Regions from separate parts of the Drosophila melanogaster genome. Here region 2 is linked to region 1. The links are chromatin contacts, called in public HiChIP or PLAC-seq maps. All regions are on one chromosome and are shown on one strand. The core of a region is the stretch at or near the end of the contact, and the rest is flanking DNA. Distances in the headings are between cores, read along the strand shown. Region 1 holds the start of pic (piccolo). Region 2 holds the start of sqd (squid).

Evidence for each region. HiChIP or PLAC-seq counts read pairs in DNA pulled down with a chosen protein or histone mark.
Region 2: a Psq HiChIP or PLAC-seq map of the Kc167 cell line shows a contact between it and region 1, with 5 times the contacts expected there. The contact joins the promoter of sqd here to the promoter of pic in region 1. A contact is called at or near these places in 2 of 107 Hi-C or Micro-C datasets (embryo and eye imaginal disc) and 2 of 6 datasets of contacts at active chromatin or transcription factors (both in the Kc167 cell line).

Annotation. Positions count from the first base shown.
Region 1 is chr3R:13,050,626-13,054,620 of dm6, reverse strand. pic (piccolo) reads right to left here and starts at 2,376. Exons shown (of 7, transcript NM_142000.3): 1 at 2,152-2,376; 2 at 1,587-1,998; 3 at 460-1,384; 4 at 44-395. The coding sequence starts at 2,212. It overlaps CG7966, which reads left to right and starts at 3,168. Exons shown (of 6, transcript NM_141999.3): 1 at 3,168-3,227; 2 at 3,338-3,501; 3 at 3,697-3,995. The coding sequence starts at 3,215.
Region 2 is chr3R:13,644,212-13,647,985 of dm6, reverse strand. It overlaps sqd (squid), which reads left to right and starts at 1,682. Exons shown (of 7, transcript NM_001260159.2): 1 at 1,682-2,233. The coding sequence starts at 2,067. rin (rasputin) reads right to left here and starts at 982. Exons shown (of 4, transcript NM_169533.2): 1 at 786-982.

The DNA.
Region 1 (3,995 bases), core at 1,127-3,626:
GATTTATAGTTCTACATAGCTGGTCAACGTTTTTTCTGCTTACCTCCGCTTAGTTTTTCGGTGTAGATGGTCTCAAGATCAGGCAGCGACAGGATAACAGCAGATATATCGGTCCATAGGCCCACCGCCACCAAATCCGACTTTTTTTGAGTCTCATCCAAGGGAGTGATGTCCAAACAGGCTACCTCATATGCCAATGTTCGGCGGGACTGCTCGCGGAGGCTTCCATCTTCAATAACTATGTAGAATATGTCGCATGCGGAGGCAACCAAGATCTGGGTAGTGTTGCAGGACACAACACCGATGGTACGATCGCCAGTAGGACGCCATTCGGCCACAAGGGCTTTAGTGGCACTGCTAACCAAGCGAACGCTATCCGAAGTAACTTGAATCAACTGAAGTAAAAGGTAAATATTAATTAAATTGATTCTGGATAGTAGGATTTGTGTGGCAACTCACCTGATCATAATCCACATTTGAGCAAAGGAAAGTCTGCAGATCGCTGGCAAATCCGGGAATCTCGGTCTCTTCCACCTCTTCACCAGAAAGCGTGAGAATCCTTGTGTGTCCCACAAAAGCCAGCACCAAAGTGTTCTCATACGGACTCTCATCGACTCCCACCTTTAGAGACCACATGCCCTTAATGCCGGGGAGATCGATGCAGGCATGCTCCTGAATGCCGATGCCTATGCGAATTATGCGTAGAGATCCATCCTTAAAGCTTCCCGAGCATGTGATGATTTGGCCCTGTCCCTGGCGATCCAGATCGACCACAGCAATGTCCAGAATGGGAGCTAGATTGGTGAAATTCTCTACAGGCACGACATATGACCCGTCGATGGCCTCCGAATTCAAGCGCACCAACTGCGAGTCTCCATGACGTGCTCCAATGTAAAGGAAACCATTGTCTAGGTATGTAATGCACTCTGGTATAGAGATCTCGCCTAGTTGCTCCACTTTTATGTCCTTCACAGTCACTCCCTTGCTAGTTTCGGCGGTCCCAAGGAACAGCATATACAGCTGACCATCCATGTTACCCAGCAGATAGCGCAATCCATTGCTACTCACACGGGCGTAACAGTTGATGGTGCTTTGGCGAAAAGTGAGCGGCGCCACAGCGTGATAGTTGCTTCCGTCATGGTATACAATCGATTCCCGACCAATGACGATAACACCACCGATGGGCGACGGCACCGGGATCAGCATTGTGGCCTCTGTTTCCACGTTGTCCTGCTTCCATGCGATTTTCATAAACTCCTTATCCCGCAGATTAATCTCGTGCGACTTTACGTGCCGGCCATCGCTGTCCTTGTGGATCACGATAACTGTGGGATTCAAGCAGCCGTGCAGAAACTCAACATCGTACACGTTTAGCTCATCCATTCTGAAGGGTGAAGGGATACATTATTTTGGAGCTTAATACAGCTTCAATCATAAAACATTTACTAGTTACTTACTAGTAACTAGTAGTGAATGAAAAAATGAAAATGATTCATTAAAAATACAAAACAGGGTAAAACATGATAAGGCGCCGATGTCATGCTCACACGTATTTGTCAAACTACTATAGAATTCACCGGAATTACCTAAGATTTGTGGCTTTCAGCTCGCTAGCATCCTTGTCCATCGGAATGATGGTGAACAGCCCCTGGTAAAGGCACATTCCGATGACCCTAGCCTTGGGATCGATGGCCGCAATAACTCCTCCTTCGGAGGGGATGCCCACCGAGTCGGAAACATTACCATTGGCCTTGGTCACCACCGTGATGACGTCGTTGACCATACGGGCCTCGAGGATCATGACGTTGTAACGACGCGTCAGTATGAAGAGCAAATCCTTGTTGCTGTCGGGCGGTCGGAAGTGGCGCATCACGGCAATGGTGCCATTTATGTTGATCTCTTTTAGGGGGCGCAGTCCCTCCGGCGTGACCAGATCGATTTCCACCTGATTGTTCCGGGCAATGATCAAATTGAGATCCGTGGGCGAGGTGAAGTTGCCTGAGGAGCATACCAAAGAAGCCGGTGCTAAGCAAACAAATCTGTTTCATGGGCTTGTGTAATCCGGCGACCGGCAAACATGCTTGTTTTCTGTTTTCGCCGGGGGAGACCGCATAGGGAGCCCCTCTCTTTCACACGCTCTCTTGTTCTTACCTGTTAGGCAGGCAACAACGGCCGTCGGCTTTTGCGCCGTCACCACGTAGTGATGCGACATGACTGCACACTGTCCAGGATCAGGTTATCCTTAATTCGATAGAGCTCTTCAACTTTGGACTAGTCAGCCGCCACGAGGATAAAAATCGTTTTCGCTGACTTTTAACGCGCTAAAATGTTTCCTGACACGTAGTGTGACCGTTCAACTGTTAAGAACTAATACTGTCCGGCTCAGGAAAATATACTTTTTATTTTGGAAGGTATTCCATTTATGTTCAATATAAATTATGTTGCAGAGAGCGCGTGGATTTTATAAGCTTGTTTTGATTCTTGTACAAGCAAATGACACATTTAAGATTTCCATAAAAGTCTAGAAGATCATTTACAGTCATCGCATAAGCCAGAAAAAAACGAATATCGATATGTGTTGTGTTGCCCCAACTCTCTCTTTTGGCAAGAAAAATCGATTTCGTTTCTTTGCAGCTCTGGGACGCCTTCAAATTGCGGTTAAACTGAAACTGTTTGAAAATAGCTTTTGTAATAAGTGCCTTTAATACCACTATTACCCACACTTTACTTAAATTTCTAAAGCAATCATTGTTATTACATGACAGATTGTTCAGATATTCCCCTACAAGTTATTTACTTGTTTACTTATTTTCTTGTATTGAATACGTATAATTAAATATAATATACTAATTAAAAATAAATAACGAAGACAAGAGAAAATGTCTAAAATAGAAATGAGCTTAATTTAAGTAAATAAATTATATAGCCTTATCTCTAGGGGCGTTGTTTGTTTTGGTTTTTTATTATTATACATATGTTCCTCATGTTCAATAAGTCCACGAAAACGAGCTAAACCTAATCTATACACATTACTGACCTGACCTTACCTGTATTAGTGATAAGAAAGCCGGCCGAACCGGTTCTCTTTAGTAAATGCTTTAAGAGAGTATAAAGATAAGTATCTCCGAGAGAGCCCCAATATATAAAGCTCCCGCTCAACATCGTTTGATATTCAGTTTGCCGCTGTTCTTCGACCCACAACAACCGCCAAGCAATGTCCAATAAAAGTAAGAAAAACAAGAGACGTATATGTACACATTGTACTGCAAACACATGCCCTGAATCTTTGATAAAGACAATCCCGAGCAATTTTGATAATTGAATTGTTATTCCCAAGCCTGTTGCCGAGGACCGGGTTACGCAACCCCCCTGGACGCCATGAGGAGTGGTCCCCGGGAGAAGCTCCTCTACACGGTCACCGTTCAGCCCAACTTGGATGAGCCGCACGGCGATTATCTGTCCACAGTCGACGTGGATCCCGAGAGCCCCACCTACTGTCAGGTAAATAAATCAGGTATCTACACTATTCGATCATTTATCTTGCGGGACAAACAATACTATGTACTTAATAATTAGCTCAATTGGATTTTATATCAATGGATTTATAGCAATCACTTTCGAATATATGTATATTTCCAATTCGGATATTTGTATTACAGATTCCATATTTACATCATTATTAACATCATTTTGCAGATAGTGCACCGTACGTTTACAAATCGCAAGGGTGATGAACTGCATCATTCTGGCTGGAACGCCTGCTCCAGTTGTTACTATGTCGACGAGAGCTCTAAGACGGTGCCAAAAAGAGATAGGCTGGTATTACCGTCCCTAAATTCCGACTTTATATACATACTCGATGTGGTTACGGATCCGCGAAAGCCCGAGATTGTCAAGACCATTGATGGTGATGTCTTGAAGAGCCACAATGTGACGGCTCCGCATACCACACACTGTTTGGCCAATGGGAACATCATGATATCCGTGATGGGCGA
Region 2 (3,774 bases), core at 433-2,932, 590 kb before region 1:
GGTGTCCTTTGCCCCATTTTAGCCATAAACATTTGCCGATAAAACAAAAAATGCACAATGAGTTGCGGCAAACCCACACGCACACATATTCGGTTATGAACGCGCCGCTCTTTCGGGTTCTCTCTTTCCCACTCTATTTCTGCTTGCGAACCGCGTGTGTAGGAAGAACAAAGAAAGCTATAGTTGAAGAGCAGCATTTAAACAAAAATGTACAAAAACAAAATTTTTCGTACATTTTTAGGTTATGCACAAGCGATAATAAAAAAAGCCGCTAAAATGGTAAAAAAAAAAATTTAAGAGATAGAGCCCTGCCGCAATAATAAAATATACGCCCATTTAGCATTTTTTATGTTGATTTTTTCCTAGTATGCGCCACCCCTTTGAAAATGGAAAATGCTAGTTTTTCTAGACCGCGCACACGAGGCCGTCGCCGGCTCACCTTTTTTAAGCGATATTTTTCCTCGTTTTTATTTTTCCTTTTTGTAATGCACAGTGTGTATTGCTTTTGGGTTGAAGTTTGCCGAAAAATCGGCACTTTTTGTAGCACTTTTCTTTGTTATCTTCCTGCGGGGGGCGGGGAGAGTTGGATTTCTTAGTGGAGCGCTGAAATTATGCGGTTTTTTTAATTTACAAAACGATAGTCGAAACGTATGAAATGCAGTATAAAATTGCAAGCTGCACACAAAACACACAGCCACACACACCAATGCACTCACTCGCTCACACACACACACTAGTCTAGTTTGTTGCAATTCTTTTTGTCTTTTTTTTTGAGAATAACTAACTTGGCAATTCTTGACGTGTATTTTTTGTTGCTTTCTGATGTTTGGCGATCACAGTTGTTGTTGAATTAAGTTACGATGCATATGTTGTGGCTTTTGAGTAGAAAATAATCGCAAACGCAATGAAATTGGACAAGTGTGTTGAATCGAGAAGAGAACCGACGTTCGTTCCTCTTTTCCTCTTTTTTGCCTCTGCACAGTTTTATTCTTGGTTTCGCGTGTGTTGGTGTGTGAATGATGGCGGCTTTTCCAAGGGTGTGCACACACTTCTTTTTTTGGGGTGGTTAATCTAGTATGTTCCATAGAATATTTTGATGAATTTGATATTTTCATATTTGAGCTCAATTAAGCTCATTTTAGGGGCGCTAAGTTTCTTTTAAATAGTTTTATAAAACTTATTTTCATTTTAGCCATTTCCGATTTTTTGAGTAAGCTCATGAAACACCTTTCTTTAAAGGAAACATTTTATATAGCAAATAAATAAAAACCATAATAACGTTATATTATAACCTGTTGGGAAATCCGAATATGAAAATTGTATAAATTTTTGCAAAAAATAAAAATATTTAATATAAACCAATTAAATGATTTAAAATATTGTTGATGTTTCAGCCTATAAGAAGTTAATATGAAAATTCGATTTTAAACAATTCTTTGTATGTAAATGTTGTTTTCGTTCCCAACACATAGTAAATAATGAACATTGTATTTTTTATATTTATAAAATTATAAATGTTTATGAAATACTTAATATTTATTTAAATATTTAAACCTTTAATACAACTAAAATGAATTTATAAACCAAGTAACTTGTCCATTGTGTAAACTGGGCTTTAAAATATTTGTATAAAATTTTTGGTATTCTTTTCATTTTCTCTTCATAGGTGTGTGTACATTGTATAAATCAAAGCTGCCATACTGCAAGCAGACAAGTCACGCGCCCATTTAGCTCCTTATATAGGCTTATTTGGGGTGGTATCGTACAGAAAATCCCAATTTAATCCTTGGCAAATGTATAGCTAACAATCTCCAGGTAGAGCAAGCAAATACAATACAAATATTTACCAAAATAATACCAAATCGACTTGACTGGGAAAACATCAAGGTGGCAACGCCGCACCCATATACACACGCTGTCGTTTGCATTTATCATTTTCCGGTCGTCATTTCATTCGTACGCGCGACTTTTTGGCGAGTGTGTATAAAAATCTCCGGCTCTGCGTAAAAAACGAATATCGTGCTGCCTAGCCCCCGAAATTAGTAGATCAGTCGAAAACACACAAAATGGCCGAGAACAAGCAAGTGGATACAGAAATAAACGGCGAGGATTTCACCAAGGACGTGACTGCCGACGGTCCGGGATCTGAAAATGGTGATGCGGGCGCCGCCGGCTCGACCAACGGCAGTTCGGACAACCAATCGGCCGCATCCGGCCAGCGGGACGACGACAGGTATGTCCATTATCCGGCGGATACGTTTTTTTTTTGTTCTTTTTTATTTTTGCAACGGGCAACCGATGATCATGTGCCCCCCATAGATTTTCTGCTTCTACATAGTGTATATTGCCTACTCTGTTACGTAAATGCAAAGCTAACGTCGTTGGTCGAGTTTCATTGGATTTTACGGGGTTCTGCGGGGGAAGTCTGACCCCTTTTGTGTTCTCTCTCGCTTGCGCTCGTGCGTCGGAGTGTGTTTAAGTGTGTGTGTGTGAGGTGTCGGTGCGACTGTACTTCAGTCATATTAATAGAATCTTCGGGCCAAAATGCATCATCACAGTCTCGGGAGACATGGAAAATTTTCAACGTTTTCCCCTGCACACACACGCACTTTCCGCAATGAAAACCAGAGTTTTCTTAAGCTAGGAGCACATTTTCTCCCCTTTGTGAGGTTATGTTTGTTTCCCACGTTGCCCCACAGACACACTGTGACGCATACGAACACAAATCATACGGTTGCCTTTCACTTGCAAAAAATGTGGCGAAAAAAAACGTTGGAAAAAGTTATGTTTGTATTTGTCAGTGTATTCTTTTTAATTCGCATTACTCTTTGTTTCGGCTATTTCGTTGTTATTTTGTGCTCTTCCAGTTTTGTACCCAAAATGGCGGCTGCATACAGGCATACATACCAACCTAACGCCCGCTGTTCTGTAGGTGTGTGCGTGTTTTGCAGTTTTCACTTATTCTCTTGCTTGCCGGCTTCGCTCGCTCGCCACCTCTTTTGCGCGCTCTTACTCTCAGAGAGCGACAGCCGGCGTTGTTTGGAGTTGCCAAGGCGCCAAAATATTAATTTAACGAACAATTAATGTAAATTATAAATGATAAATAATTTTGATGGATTAAAGCATAGAGATAATGATGATCAAGTAGAATGGTCCTCTTGTTTGCTCCCCTGCGTTTTGGTTTTTAGGTCTAGCGTACACTTCATTTGCCCATCCTTTATGATCATTTTATATCTAAGTTTAATCTTAAGTCACACGATACTGTACATTTAAACGATAATACGAAACCAGCGCTGACGAAGCAGATGCAGATTATTCCCCGTAAAGGAAGAAGGACGAAATGGAGAAATTAAATCGAAAATCATAGCTTATCCTGTTGTCTTGTGAGCGAACTAACCTTGTTCCTCTCCGGCAGGTTTTGAGAGAAGTGAAATGCCCCAGGTCAGGGTTTTAAGCTATGCTCAAGACGGATATGGATTCGGATATGGATTTGGATTCGTATTCCTGCCCCCGGCAAACGGTTACGGATTCGGATTCGGATTCGGCGGACTTATACTTGGAGGATATGCAACCCTCTCCACACTCCAGTCTCCAAAAGTCTCCGCTCCGCCGATACTGATGCTGATGGTATTTATCTATCCAAAACTAAAACAAACAAACAATCAGTCAGTCAGCCAATATATAGAACTATCAACACACAAAATTATCAAGAAATAATCTCGATTTAAAATTGGATCCATATGTAAACTGTATACGAGTATATATTGTATTGTA